Regions from separate parts of the Pan troglodytes genome. Here region 1 is linked to region 2. The links are chromatin contacts, called in public HiChIP or PLAC-seq maps. All regions are on one chromosome and are shown on one strand. The core of a region is the stretch at or near the end of the contact, and the rest is flanking DNA. Distances in the headings are between cores, read along the strand shown. Region 1 holds the start of PTTG1IP (PTTG1 interacting protein). Region 2 holds the start of SUMO3 (small ubiquitin like modifier 3).

What was found. HiChIP or PLAC-seq counts read pairs in DNA pulled down with a chosen protein or histone mark.
Region 1: a contact with region 2 is called in an H3K4me3 HiChIP or PLAC-seq map of stem cell-derived excitatory neurons, with 2.7 times the contacts expected there. The contact joins the promoter of PTTG1IP here to the promoter of SUMO3 in region 2. A contact is called at or near these places in 1 of 7 Hi-C or Micro-C datasets (stem cell-derived neural progenitor cells) and 1 of 1 datasets of contacts at active chromatin or transcription factors (stem cell-derived excitatory neurons).

What each region holds. Positions count from the first base shown.
Region 1 is chr22:45,515,600-45,522,594 of NHGRI_mPanTro3-v2.0_pri, forward strand. It overlaps PTTG1IP (PTTG1 interacting protein), which reads right to left and starts at 4,111. Exons shown (of 6, transcript NM_001280216.1): 1 at 3,789-4,111. The coding sequence starts at 3,903.
Region 2 is chr22:45,457,497-45,465,087 of NHGRI_mPanTro3-v2.0_pri, forward strand. It overlaps SUMO3 (small ubiquitin like modifier 3), which reads right to left and starts at 6,185. Exons shown (of 4, transcript XM_024352427.3): 1 at 5,876-6,185; 2 at 1,777-1,905. The coding sequence starts at 5,896.

The sequences.
Region 1 (6,995 bases), core at 2,861-5,360, 56 kb after region 2:
TAGAGAGAGAGTGCTAAGGCAAACAGAGCCAATGTTGAGAACGGAAGGGCATCCAGGACTTCACTGCACTATTCCTTCAACTTTCTGCGCCTCTGAGGTCTTTCTAAATACAATCTGGGCAAGGAGACAGGGTATGCCCAACACACCCACTCGAGTCCTTCCTGAAAAGTCATCCATGAGGAAGGGTGCGTGTGCTTCCTCTCCTCAGCCCAACAGTGGCTACAAGTGACAGGGGATTTTCATTTTTAAAGCTTCTTTCTGATAACCAGGTCTTGTGTGAACTAAAAGAACTGAGCTCCAAAACACACAGCGTCAACTCCATCTACCCTCAGACGTCTGCATTACCGGTCAGTCTGAGTCAGCGCAGAGGCACGACAGGAAGAGGGAGAGAAAAACCGCCCAACATTCCTCCTGCTCCCAGCAGGCCAAGAACAGAGCGGGCTTTCAGTAAGGGGGAAAACACCAATGTTTACAGTCCTCCTGAAAATAACGTCAAAGATGAAAAAAGGTCATTCTATTCTATCCTTTGAAAACACATCATCTTGCATAGTAAGAAAAGAAAGGCCAGGTGCAGTGGCTCACGCCTGTAATCCCAAAACTTTGGGAGGCCGAGGTGGGCAGATCACCTGAGGTCAGGAGTTCCAGACCGGCCTGGCCAACACGGAGAAACCCCATTTCTACTAAAAATACGAAAATTAGCCGGGTGTGATAGCACACGCCTGTAATCCCTGAGGCAGGAGAATCACTTGAACCTGGGAGGCGGAGGTTGCAGTGACCTGACATCACGCCACTGCACTCCAGCCTGGGCAACAGGGCAAGACTCCATCTCAAAAAAAAAAAAAAAAAAAAAAAAAAAAGGCATGAATCATTTGTTACTGCTTCAAAGACAAGCAGTGTTTATTTCTCTAAGAGATCACTATCTCTTATCTCATCACAAGATACAGAAAAACCATGTGCTAGAAAACCAGAGATAAAAACTGCCCTTGTGTTGCTTAAGTCTAACACTGAATGTGACTGCCCTGACTTCTGGGTCCTATGACTGCAAGGCTTCAACTTAGACTCCATTTATCAATTTTTAAAGACCTTTCAGTCTCATTTGTTTCCGAAATTAAAGGAAAAAACAACAACAACAAATAACGTTTTCTTCTGTCAGGATACACCAACCCTCCATGACCCATTTGAGTGCTTTCCTGAAGTTTCAGGTGAGTCAATAAACACACTAAGCACAAAGGAACACACCAGCAAGTGTACGTATTTCCTTGTCATGCTCCTGTCACACCGCAGGCCACAGGCTGCAGTCTCCATGCTCATCAGCAGAACGAGCAGCCAAAGGGGCATGGTGCCCACTCTGCACTGTGACAGAGGCATGGAGAACAACTACATTGTCAATTCCAGGTGAGAAAAGAGGGCAGATATGGAGACAAAAAAATGTTCTTGGAAACTCCACTATTTCAAAAGAAAGAGTTGAAGACTAGGAGTATATATCAACACTGTGAACCCTATGTACACTGTAGCACTCTGTACAGTTAGAAAGCCACGCTTCTCAGGGTGACAGGGGCAGAACTCCACATCAGAAGTCCCCACTGTAAGGAGCAGCTGAGTGGGACCCACCACCTCGGGGACCTGCACTGGCCACCACTGCGCCAGCCCTCACACAGCAGTCTGAGCTCCTTTTTGGGGTCATATTTCCTCCAGATGAAGCTCTTGGATTGAGTCTGACCCCATACACAAATAAAGTGGGGTCCAAAAGCCCTATCCAGGTTTAACTTCAAGAATCTTGCTCTAAAGATCTTCAATACACCATGGGTTCTTAATGTCTCTCCTCCATCAAAACACATAAAAAGATGCTTAAAAGTGTTGGATTTGGATTGGTATAATGTATTCTTTAAATTCACACAGTGTCCTTGTAAAGGAGACAAAACGTTTTAAACATCAGTACTGCGGTCACATTCCTGTAACCATGACAAGCAGTAAAAATCTCACACCAAGCAAGTACTCTGTGGGAAGAGGGGAGTTCTCCAGGCTATAAATAGCCCCTCTCTCCAAGGACAAGGGGCACGCAGACACCAAAGGCGCCTGGGCAGTGAATGCCAACATGACACGGCACCATTCTTCCTATTCCAAGCGGTCCCCAGTGAGAGAAACAACAGTCCACCCACCAGGACTTGGTGATTACCATAAGTGGAAGCAAGCAAGTGCAGCCTCCAAGCGCAGACACACCGAATGGCTTTTCCGGATTAATTCCCACACTGTCCACTCCACTTGTCCACACCCATCTCTGCACCCTTCAGCAGTGCAGAGCAGGAGGAACCACAGTCAAACAAAACCTCATGGTTGTTTTCCTGACACTCCCGCTTTCACAATGCAAGCAAACACACCCCCGAGCCACTGATACAGTTTTCAGTGAATCACACACTCTGCCTGCAGACGCCCATTCTGTTTGTGGAAACGTATTCACTGCACATTTGCGCTTAGAACTCAATCTGGGCCAAAAGTTCCCAGTACAGTACCACTGGCCTCCTTGACTAACAAACTTCAAGGCAGCTGCATTGCTAACGTCACAAACCCTAAGTACACTTGGAGGCAGGTAAGAAGAAACACAAATAATCCTGCATCGGAATAAACATTCCATACGGTCACAAAAAGAAAAGGTGCTCTACTATATTAAGCAGACCCTGACAGAGCCTGGGCTAACAAGAGCTGAGAAAAGTATTAGCCCCTCAAGCTGGGCCCAGGTCAACCCTAATTGTAAGGGTCAGGAAACTGAAGTTAAGGTGGCACTATTCCCCACCACTAGTGGTCACCTGGAAACTCCACACACGGAAGCCAGCATGACATTCTGAAACAGGTCCAACCATGACACTCTCCAGCTTAGAACCTGCTGGATGTTCCCGCAGCCCACCAGGCCCTGCAGGCCCAGCCCCACAGGAAGCCACCCTCTATAAACACTCCCGGTTTCTGGAACTCTGAGTCTCCTGTCACGCACTTTCCTCCCCCAGCCCCCGCGCCCTCTCTGCTTCTTTCTTGGTCAGCCTCCCGGGGACTCAGCTCCTCTTGGATAGGAGCTCTGGCTGTCGGTCACCACTGTGGCCGCAGGGCCTGGCGCAGACGGGATAAACGATGAAGAATGCCACCTGCGCGTCTGGACAGCGTAGAACCGCAATCAGCTGGCTTCAAAATCAGATGCTACAGCCTGGTTTTGGGGACGCCTTCCTTTCTAAGGCATAAGATAAGTGCGAGCGTTCGCTGCTGTGCGTGGAACTGCGGCCGGGAGGGAGTGGCGGCGTGAACGCCGGCGGCTGTAGAGACACACCGGCCGCGGCCCCCATCACCCTGCAGGGGCCTGCGGCCGCCATCCCGGCCTGCCCCCGACCAGCTGTGCGACCTCGAACACGTCGTGAGCCGGCTTCCCGGCTCGGGATCGAACCCGAGGAGTGCTGTTTGGGGTCGCAGTGAGGCTAAGGGAGGCCGCAGGTGCCAAGCGTCCCGCCTGCCGGGCGAGGACCAACCCGCGGCCACGCGCGAGGAGCGGCCGCAGCGACTGGACAAAACAAAGACAAAGACAAAGACGGCTCTTCCCCTGCCCGCGCCCCAGCCGCGACGGCAGCTCCCGCGGCCGCCAAACGGGCGTGACCCTCGAGGAGCCTCCGTCGGGGCGCTGCCTGCGACCGTGGGCCCAGGCCGCCCGCCGAGCCCAGCGCCCTGGCCGAAACCCCGACCCCGACCCCGACCAGGACTCACCAGCCGCCCCGCCCCCTTCGCGGCCCCGCGCGCCCCGGCGCCCTCACCAGCTCCGGGAGGCTCCTGCGCGGCGGCCACCGGGATGAGCAGCAGGAGCAGCGCGGCGCCACCGAGGCGCAACCTCCAGTACGGCGTCGGCCCGCGGGCCACTCCGGGCGCCATGGTCGGCCGGTCGCTCTATCAGTCAGTGGAGCGTTACGACTCCGACTCTAGCACAAGCGGTCTCCGCCCGGAACAGCCGCGGCGCCGGAAGTGGACCTGCGAGGCGGGGCCATGCGAGTGCGCAGCCTCAAAAAGCAGCTCGCCCCGCTCCCTCGCCATCCGCCCCGCCCCCTCGCCAACGGGCTCGCCTCCCGGCGGGGCTGAGGTTCAGTGCGCCTGCGCGATAGAGGAAAGGAGCCTGGTAGCGAGGAGAGCGGCTGAGGCTCAGTGCGCCTGCGCGGCGCGGATGGGCGAGGCGAGGCGTGACCGAGGGGCGAGGCGTGACCGAGGGGCGAGGCGTGACCGAGGGGCGAGGCGTGACCGAGGGGCGAGGCGTGACCGAGGGGCGAGGCGTGACCGAGGGGCGAGGCGTGACCGAGGGGCGAGGCGTGACCGAGGGGCGAGGCGTGACCGAGGGGCGAGGCGTGACCGAGGGGCTCGCCGCGGCTCCTGCGCCTGCGCGGCGGGGAACGGCGACCGGCTGAGGAGACTAGGGGAGCGCGGTGCTTTCGGTAGCGGAGGTCACGGCGGCCTCCATCCTAAAGGGCTGCGGGCGTCCCGGACGGCGGCCCCAAGCGCTGCTCACGCTGCTCTTAAGTGAGCCCTGGACGAGGCGCGGTGGGCCCTCATAGTCCGCGCCGGCGCCCTCGCTCCACACCGCGGCGTCCGGCCCTGGGCTCCCGCCGATGTCCGCGTGGGACTTTTAGGGGATTTGTTTATTTTTGTACGTTAACCACACTAGAAACGGCCCCAGAATGGGCTGAAACGTGTGCTGCTGAAGCTGCCACCTAAACTCCCGAGAGAAGCGCCGTTTCTCCTCCCCGGCTTCTCGCCGACGCCCTCGCTGCGGCCTTCCGGGCCCCTCGGTTGATAAAAGGACTAAATAGTGACGGACATTTTTAAGGCTACTTAAGAAATGGCAAAAATACATTTAGAGGTGTGAACCCGAACACACTGCGCGCTTTAAGCCCCGCGAGAGCCGGGGCCGCCCGCTTCCGTGCGCCCGTAGTTCCTTTCTCGGGGCCGGGATTCGCCGGTGCCGGGGACAGAAACCTCCTGCCTTCTTAGTTCATGACCCTTGTAGATGAACTTCCCGTTTTCTGCACTGCTGAGACCAGAAGACGGGAAACCGTGACTGCCGCACCCTTCCCTGAAGCAGGCACTGCCCGTCGTCCATCAAACGCTAGGACTGCGCCCACCTCGTAGGAAGGACGCCGCGGTCCTGCTAAAAGCCTCCGCCTCTGCCTGCCCGAGGGCACCCTTCCCCTCCCCGCTTCCGAGGGCGGACTCCATTCCTCTGGAGCTGGTGTTTCCGGGTGGGCCAGCCTCCAACTGCCTTTGAATAACACCCCCTTACATTAGATTCTGACCCTGTGGTGATTTTAGGTTGGGATTTGGGCGCCTGCAGATGGCCCCGAAGCCAGCCTCTTGTGATCCGAGCCACTTCTCTGGCACTCGGAGCGCTGGCACCCGCGGAGCGGCCTTGGTTCACCCGACCGCCTGGGAACCTGGCCGGGGTCTCTGGCAGCCTCCCAGGGCTGAGGTTCAGACTCTGTTCCGCCTACCCAGGTCCACACCTGATAGCGCTGGAGTTGAGGCTTGGTTTTAAGGCAAGAGTTCCGTTTGTTATTTCTCCAAAGAGTCAGCTGTTTGCAGGTGTGTGGTTACACTATCCTTCGAGGTTAAGGTTTTGTTCGTCTTACTTGCTAAAGTTTGCAACCTTTTTTCTCCTTCAAATTTGGAGAAGGGGAAAGCAGTTTCTCTTTGAAAAGAAGCGAATCGTGGCTTAAGCAAAATTTGTAATCCTTAAAACTGGCCAGGCTCTGGAGCTGAGTTCAACTGACATGTCTAAACTTTCTTCTTGAGTAACCAGATTTTCCCTTACAGTCTTTTGAAACTTAAGAGAACTCATAGGCAATCGTCCATCCAAAACAAGTCTTTCTCCTTCAGGAAGGACCCATCTTTGGAAAACTCCAGCTGGTTTCCTGTGCAGTGCTTATGGCGCCACCTCTCGTCATATTTAGAAAAATGGTCTCACATAACTTGAGAAAAAACATTTCAGTGACCAAAGCCGGGTACCATTGGAACACCAAGCTAATTTACTTGTTTGCTCAATTGGAAAACGCTGGCTCTAGGATAAAACAGAATCTTTGGGAGAGTTATTTTTTATGGTATTTGGAAGCATCCAAAAGAAGTTCTAATAAAGGTATTTATGAGAGAAAAACAAAAATTATCTAAAATAATTTCTGAATTTAAAAAAGACTACTGAAATTTGTCCCCCTCCTCCCTCAGCTCCTTCTCTTTATCCTTTGTTGTCTGAATTACCTCGCCCACACCCACCTTTCTTCCTCCTCCTTCTCCTGTTTTGGGGCCATTTCTCAAACAGCCAGTGTCTCTCATAGGGGACAACTATGTGCCCTAGTTCATGAGTTATGGTCAAAGGTAGAACTTAAAAGTATAATCAAGGAATTTCCTGATGCTCACCAGGACCCCACTGGTTTTTCCAGAGAATTTAAATACCCAAGTGTGTGACCCTGCCTCTACTTTGGGAAAAATAATTTTTTTTTTTTTGAGACGGAGTCTCGCTCTGTTGCGCAGACTGGAGTGCAATGGCTCAATCTTGGCTCACTGCAACCTCCGCCTCCCAGGTTCAAGCGACTCCTCTGCCTCAGCCTCCCGAGCAGCTGAGACCACAGGCACGCACCACCACGCCCGGCTAATTTTTGTATTTTTAGTAGAGATGGGGTTTCACCATATTGGCCAGGCTGGTCTTGAACTCCTGACCTTGTGATCCACCTGCCTCAGCCTCCCAAAGTGCTGGGATTACAGGCGTGAGCCACCACACCTGGCCATAAAAATTATTTAAAATAGTTAACACAAGTTCCCATTGCTGACATAAGCTTTTGCTGATAGAGCAGCCATGTTTTCTGTAATAAATCCCGTCTTGTTACAAGGTTCCATTCCTTGGAGTCAAAAAAAGGTTCAAAGGGTAGGTGTCACTAATACGCCTGTAACGGCATGTAAATCTCAGCCTATAGCTTTTCAACTAGGTC
Region 2 (7,591 bases), core at 4,935-7,434:
GCTTGCATCACCACACCTGGCTAATTTTTTTAATGTTTCGTAGAGACAGGGTCTCCCTGTGTTGCCCAGGCTTGGCACTGAACTCCTGACCTCAAGTCTTGAATTCCTGACCTCAAGTGATCCTCCCACATCAGCCTCCCAAAGTGCTGGGATTACAGGCATAAGCCACCATGCCTGGTGAACTTTTCACTTTTAACACTGGGAGCTATTCTCATGGCTGACCTCTGAAATAAAAAAGAAAAAAAAGTTTCAACCGAGAATATTACGTGCAGCCACATACTGAAGTGTGAAGGTTTATAAAAGCAAAAGTCACGTTCAGCCATGCAGTGTCTCGAAGACGCTGCCCTTCTGTGCCCGTTCTGACAAGACCCTGGATGATGTGCTCCACCACAAAACACAAAAGGGAGGGGGACTAATCCAGGAAACACCCAAGAGAGAACCCAAGTTTCCAGAAGGATTTGAACAGGAGGCCCTGGACCACGGCTGAGCAGCCAGCCTCACAAGCAGCAGTGCAGGTGGGGCAGGAGGGGAGCTCCGGGAGAGCAGGCGGAAGGGCAGAGCCCCCGCCACATGTACACGGCCCCACATGCCTGCCATCCCGAAGCACAGAGGAGAACACGGGCACCCGGGAAGTCACACACACAGTGGCCACGAGCCCAGGCAGTACAAACTCCAGCAAGGGCCAGGGTCCAGCACCAGGCAGAGGCTGGATCACGGGGCCTACACAGCGCCAGGCCACTCACTCTGCTGGGAAGACCGGGACCTGCGTGTCTGGAAGCTCAGTCTCACCTTTCGCAGGTGAAAATAAGATCTGCCCTCAGCAAACACAAAGAAAGGAAGTCAGGGGCTGCTTGCCAATAAAGAATGCAAGGCAGTCGCCAGTGACTGCCCCTATGAGCAGGGTATCCAAAGTGGGAGGGAAAGAGGAGGAAATCTAACTGAAAATCCACAGGCCAAAGAGTAAAATAAAAGGGCAACGAGTTGCTGTATTTTCAAAGCGGCTGAAGAAAAGCAGCCTCTAGGTCCCACTCAGGCAAGCAGGGCTCCCTGGGGAAGGGCACCTGGCTGCAGGGCCGGGCCTTCAACACACCAGGCAGCAGCTGGTGGGCAAAGCCCATAAAAGTGGCCTAGAGAGGGACCCCCTGGCCCAGGGTGAGTCCACCACAGCATTACCAAGAACAACAGACACACACACACCACGTCACAAACAGCAGCCAGAAGGCATCCACCCAGCTGGGCACTGCCAGTGGGGCAGCTCATTATCCTGAAACTGGGGAAGAAGGGGAAAGAATCACGCGCTTTCTTGCCTTTCCTAACAAAATGGAAAACCACACCGCAGATGAGGGCAGTGTCTCTCCAGGGTCAGGCCAGCTCATACGCGAGGACAGGGTGACAGCGGCATGGGGCACACGCCACCTGCAGCCCCAGAATGGCCAGACCTGAGCAGGGCCCCCAAGAGCCTTCAGCATCACAGACTTCACAGATGTTAGTACCCCATGGAGAACACAGCACCCCGGGCAGCCGCCCTGTCAGGAAGAAAAACCCACCACACTTCTCCGAGCCTCTAGGTCCCTCCACCTTATAAAAGGCCATGGGGGGCAAGCCCAGCCTGGACTAATTTTACAGCACAAGCCCCCGCCTGCCCATCCACGAAGAGGGCACCTCGGGCAGCTGCATCTGGGTCCAGCCCCGAGACACTCATGCTCTGGGGATGCCTGGAACGCACAGGACCAGGGCGCACACGGGGAGGCCCTGCGGGGAAGCAAGGTGCCGCACCTGCCTCTCGCAGTAGGCCTTCATCAGCTTGCTCAGCGGCGTGTGCCTCTTGATCTTGAACTGCACCACGGAGCCGTCCTGCCCGGCCACCTTCAGGTTGATGTGATCATTCTCTGTCTTCACACCCTCCTGCAGAAGACACCAGAGACTGGCCTCAAAACTGTGTCTCAAAATAACCGCGACTTGAAAGAGCAAGTCTTTAGGTAATTGTTGGCTTTTTAAAGTCATCAAAACCAACCTAATTCTTAAAATTCTCCAGCAATTCAGAGTCACTCGTGATGGTTTTATTTTTACACAGAATTTATTTTTAACTTCCACTTGTTAAGCATCCATGTGTAAAACAATGCAAGTCTAGGGTCCTCTGACATTGTTAATTCAAAGAAAAAAACAAAGTCTAGGGAAAAATAAGAGAAAATCCATCTTTATTTTAAAGTTATTCTTGTGGGCTGGGCACAGTGGCTCACACCTGTTATCCCAGTACTTTGGGAGTTGACATGGGAGGATGGCTTAAGCCCAGGAGTTTGAGACCAGCCTGGGCAACAGAGCAAGACCCCATCTCTTTTTTAAAAAATTCTTATGAAACCAGTAAAAACACATATCCAAAAGTCATGCAGCTATACAGCACTAGTAAAAGAAACCAAAAACAGAAGAAAACATTTGTGACTCAGAGGAACCCTATGGGACATTCAAGTGGTGATTTCGAGAATCCAACTGAGGACGGCCACTCCCCACAGCAGGCAGCCAGGCTCCTTCTCGCTGCCCTGACATTGGCAAATGTGAGGGAAGCCACCTCCGAGTACTTTCTGGTTTCAAACTGTCCTATCTGAGCGGCAGTAGGTGGTACTATTTTATTTTTTAATTCATGCCATACTTGAAGCTACTCAACAATGGCACAATCGGGGTGTCTTGTTGCCTGAAAATGCATTTTGAGTTGAGGCAAAAAGCTGACGTCAAGAGACTGGGAGCCAACTTCGGGGCAGCTCACTCTGAGCCGAAAAGTGGGGCACCCCTCTGCCGGCCTGCACTGCTGGGATAAAGTCGTTTGTGAGTGAAGCAATGAGGCAGGGCCCTCCAGCTCACTCTGAAAGTCAAGTCTGGGGCGTCCTGGTACCCTTTCACCCCATGCTGAGCTGCTGCCCTCAGGGAGCACTGTACATCACACGCCTGTTCTCTCCACTTCTCCTTTCCTTCCCTGGCTGGGAGAGGGACAACTGTCCCAGCGTTGCCTAAATACAGGGAGTGGGATGTAGAAGGCTCGCCTGAGGGTGAACCCAGGGACTGCACCCATGCTTGGTTCCCTGGGGTATGCACCCTGGGGAGACTCTGGGGAGGTATGGTGCTCTGTCAAGGGAGCTAGAGTGGCCTGCAAGGGGCCTTGGCAGTGAGGGGCTCCAGCTGCGAGCCTGAAGGTGCGTGTCCTGGGGCGGCACTCACCCCCTGACTCCAGTCTTGGGCCAGACACCCCTGCCCACTCCCGGGATGCCAGTGGCTTGGCGGCAGCCTGAGTGGTGAGCTGGCACACCCCCATCTCCCCATCCCGAATGTGGCCTCCAGCACAGGGACAACTGGCCTAGGAAGGAAGAGCATGCAAACAGCTCCAGGCAGGATGGAAGTGGGGACCCCTGCATGAGCCCCCTTCACTTCCCCAAGCATGAGGATGCACTGGCTTCTTTAGGGAAGGAAGGTATGAGTGTGTTCAAAGGCACAGATGCAGGGCCCAGACGTCCCCCACAGGGTAATGGCTGCAGCCCCGGGGGGAATGGCTGCAGCCCCGGGAGAGGCTGGGGCAGGGCAGGGCCGGCCACAGTGCCTCTGCTCCAAACAGATGGACACCAGGAATGACGATCTGTCCCAGACCCCTGGTGAATTCCTAATAAGCAAGTGAACTCGTGAGTTAAAAAGTGAAGCCCTAAAAACATGGGCCTCAGTTTGCTACAGTCAATCCTCCACCTCAGCTATCCAGGGAAGTCAGAACCATTCTCCTGCCTGACCTAAAAGCTCTTCTTTCCAGCACCACCGGGCCCCAGAGTCCACTTCTTCCCCTTCGTCAGAGCCCCAGAGGGCAGAGCTGCTCCCACATGGGCTCAGAGGGGACCCACCAGAAGCGGGGCCTGTGAGGTGGCAGCCACTCAGTCATTCTGGAATTAAACAAGTGTTTTCAACGGAATTGGAGCCTGAGATTGACCACATGGCAGAGCTAAGTGTAAATACTGCTGAGAAAATTAATATCATATGTATTTTATTACACTTACTCTTCATTAAGAGGAAGCCACCTACAAAAGCATAAAGGACATTTATATTTGGCCTAGTTTTAACAAGTATTTAAATAGTCAAACAACCCCAGAGTGGGAGAACTTTGACTTCACTGGAGTCAAAATGTAAAAAGCAAAGGTCACCCCAAATGCCATCTGGATAGGGCAGGTTTCCCTGGAGTCTGACCACAGCAAGCAGAGTGCAGACTTCCATAGAGGCCGCGACCATGGTTCCTGACGGTTCCATCCCACTTCCCGCCAGTGTCTGGCACTGAGCCTCCACTCTCATCTGTAAAGGGAGGGTGGTCACCTCCAGGACCAGGCCAGTATCAGAGACAGCCTCTTTACAGAGCCTTCAGCTCTAGTCATCTTCCACTGGGGTGTAACATAGAGGCCGACAGTGCACACTAAGGGCTTCGGAAAGGTTCTCTTTTTATGAACACTGGAGAACGCGACTACAGACCCTCCCTAGAAGGAATGGCCAGTGCACCTGAATGCAGGGTGCATACCCCAGGACTGAGACTGGAGGGAGGCACACCCCAGCGTGGCAATGGGGGAGACTAAAGCCCACCCAAGGCTGGATAAGGAGGGGTGGGCGCGCATGGTGGGGGAGGCGCAATTCAGAGAAGTGGGCGCACACCGTGGGGCGTGATAGGGAGGGGTGGGCACACACTATAGGGGGCGTGATGGGGAGGGGTGGGCGCACATCGTGGAGGGGGTGATGGGGAGGGGTGGGCGCACACTGGGGGTGTGATGGAAAGGGGGACGCGATGGATAGGGGTGGGCGCACACTGGGGGACGCGACGGGGAGGGGTGAGCACACACTGGGGGTGTGATGGAGAGAGCGACGCAATAGGGAGGGGGGGGCGCACACCAGGGACGCGATGATGGGGACGGGTGGGCGCACACCAGGTGGCATGATGGGGAGGAGTGAGCACACACCATGGGGGGCGTGATGGGGAGGCGTGGGCGCACACCGGGGGGCGCGATGGGGAGGGGTGGGCGCACACCGGGGGACGCGATGGAGGCGGTGGGTGCACACGGGGCGCGATGGGTGGGAGTGGGTGCACACTGAGGGCACGATTGGGGAGACACGAAGGAGAGGGTTGGGCGCACACTGGGGGACGCGATGGCCGGGACGCGATGCGGAGAAGTGGGTGAATACCGGGGTCGCGATGGGCGCCCTGGAAGGACGGCAGTGCTCCTCACAGGGGCCAGACCCCTCAGAGCGCGCCCCTCGGGGGTAACCACAGACGCTTGTTCCTGAGCCGACTCCGTGCACTCGACACAGGACCCCGCACCCAGGGCGATGCCGGGGGAGAGGGCGACCCCAACCAGCAATGACTCAGGAGAGGAGCACGCAAAGACGCTTCGGGGACACTGCTGGGGCGGGATCCGAGGGCGCCGCGCTCTGCAGGAGCAGCAGCGCGGGGCCGGACACCCGGCGCTCAAGGAGGCGCGGCCAGGCCCCGAGGGGGCGGAGCTCGCGGCACAGCGCGCTTCGCTGGGGGAGAGGGGGCGCACCTTGGGCGGGCCCACTTAGGGGCGGGGCTCTAGAGGGCGGGAAGGGGCGGAGCCTGTCAGGGGCGGGACGCGGGGCGGAGTCGGGGTGGGGGCGGAGCCGGGCTGGGGGCGGGGCGCGCCGCCGAGCGCCGCCGGGCGGGGGAGGGGAGCGGCGCGGCCGGACGGGAGCGGGGGAGGGGCGGGGGCGCGGGCGGCGCCGCAGGCCTGGGCGCGGGTCCCCGTGGGCGCCGCCGTCTCCTAGGGCCGCAGGAGCGGCGCGCGGCGGCGGAGGTGCCCGGGACGCCAGCGATAGACGCGCGTGCAGGCGGGGTCGCCGCGCTTACCTTGGGCTTCTCCTCGGACATGGCTGCGCGAGCGGCGCGGGCAGGCGGCGCGGGGGAAGCAGCGCGGAGCGGGCGAGTCACGCTCTCGGCCCCGCCGCTCTCCCGCCGCAACTGTGCGCGGGGCCGCGCTTTATCCCCCAAATCCCGGCGCACCCGTTGGCCGGCACGGGGTCACGTGGCTGTGCGCGTGCACGATGCGCGCTCCCCGGGGCGTCGGGCGCGCGCAGGCCGGGCCGCGGCTCTGGGCGGTTGGAGATGCGTCACGGGGCGGGTCCCGCGCGACCCCGGCGGGCGCGGACGCCCTAGGGCGCTGTGGGGCGCGGGCCAGGAGCGTTTACGGGGAGCCCGGGCCCTGGGGACCCCTGCCCGCCTCCCCGCGTCGCCCGGGCCCCGACTCCTTTCCTGGGGCCGCGTTCCTGGGGCGCCGGGAAGTGAGGCCGGGACCGCCGCCCATGGCCGCAGGGACCTGGGGCGGAGGAGGGAGGACGCTGGGGGTGACGTTCCCTCTCAGGAGCCGCGGACAGAGCGGAGAAGGCGGCCCGCGGGGTCCCGTCCGCGGGGGCCGCGCGAATCGGGCCAGCACCCTAGACGATTGGGGGCGCCACCCGCCTCCTCGCAGCCGCGGTTTCCTGTCGGCCCCAGGCCGGGCTCCTTTGGCCAGCGCTCCTACGGGGCTGCCCCGGGCCCTCCACACCCGTCCTCAAGAAGACCCGTTTTACCTGTGAAGAAACTGAGGCACTGGGAGGTCAAACCACCCCCAGGTCAGCGCTGGTGAGCGGCGCCGAGCTTGGCCAGGCCGCCACATCGGCGAGCGCGGGCAAACCCAGGCTGGACGCCGCCAGTGCCGGCGGAACGGGGACCGCGTGGACGCGGGAAACGCGCTGGGCCGTCAGGACGGCCTCCCCGGACTTGCGGGCGCCATTCCTGGGGTGCCTGGCCCGCCCCGGCCTCCATGTCTGTGATCCCAGGGCCTCGGATGGAACGGACCTGAGGGCGGACACCCCTGCGTCCCTCAGGAGTGCCAGGGTGGTGCCAGCCGGGGCGTGGCGGAGGTCTCATCTGATGGTGAGCCCGGCCGAAGGCGGGGGAGGCCGCACTTCACAGGCTCAGCTGGGAAATGGCAGGGCCTGGATTTGAACCTAAGCGTCTGAGCCGTTTCTGTCCTGCCTGGGAAAGGCTCAGCCAACTGAGCAACGTCGCAAAGCCATGGAGACAAGTCTTCATGGACCTTAACTTCACAAACCGTCCTCTACTCAAAAATTCACTTTCTTGGCTAGAGCCCCCACTTAGGAGGGGAAAGCTGCTGAAGTCTTTCGGGGAGAGGGTCTGAGAGTCAGCCCCAGTCCCAGGCAGGTCATAAGGTGTGGTCCCTTCCTTCTGGAACGTGGAGCCCAGGGCCTCAGCAGAGGATGTGGAGGTGGGTGGCCAGCTCAGACTCCTGGGAGGGGGCTCCGCAACCAGCCCCTTCCGAGGGGACGTGGCGCCTCAGAGCCCACAGATGGCTGGCCCTGGAAGTGCCCTAGGGCAGGCAGGGTTCAGAGAGTTATCGACTCCAAGACACCGTTAATCATAAAACAACACGACCGTAGGTAGCACAGACACACTAAACTCCGGCAGGCTGTGGATGACGGCAGCCCGCTTCAGTGTTGTGGAAGTGAGAAACACGCAGCTTAGAAATCATGAGACACAGAACCCAAATGTGTTACCGCTCGAAAT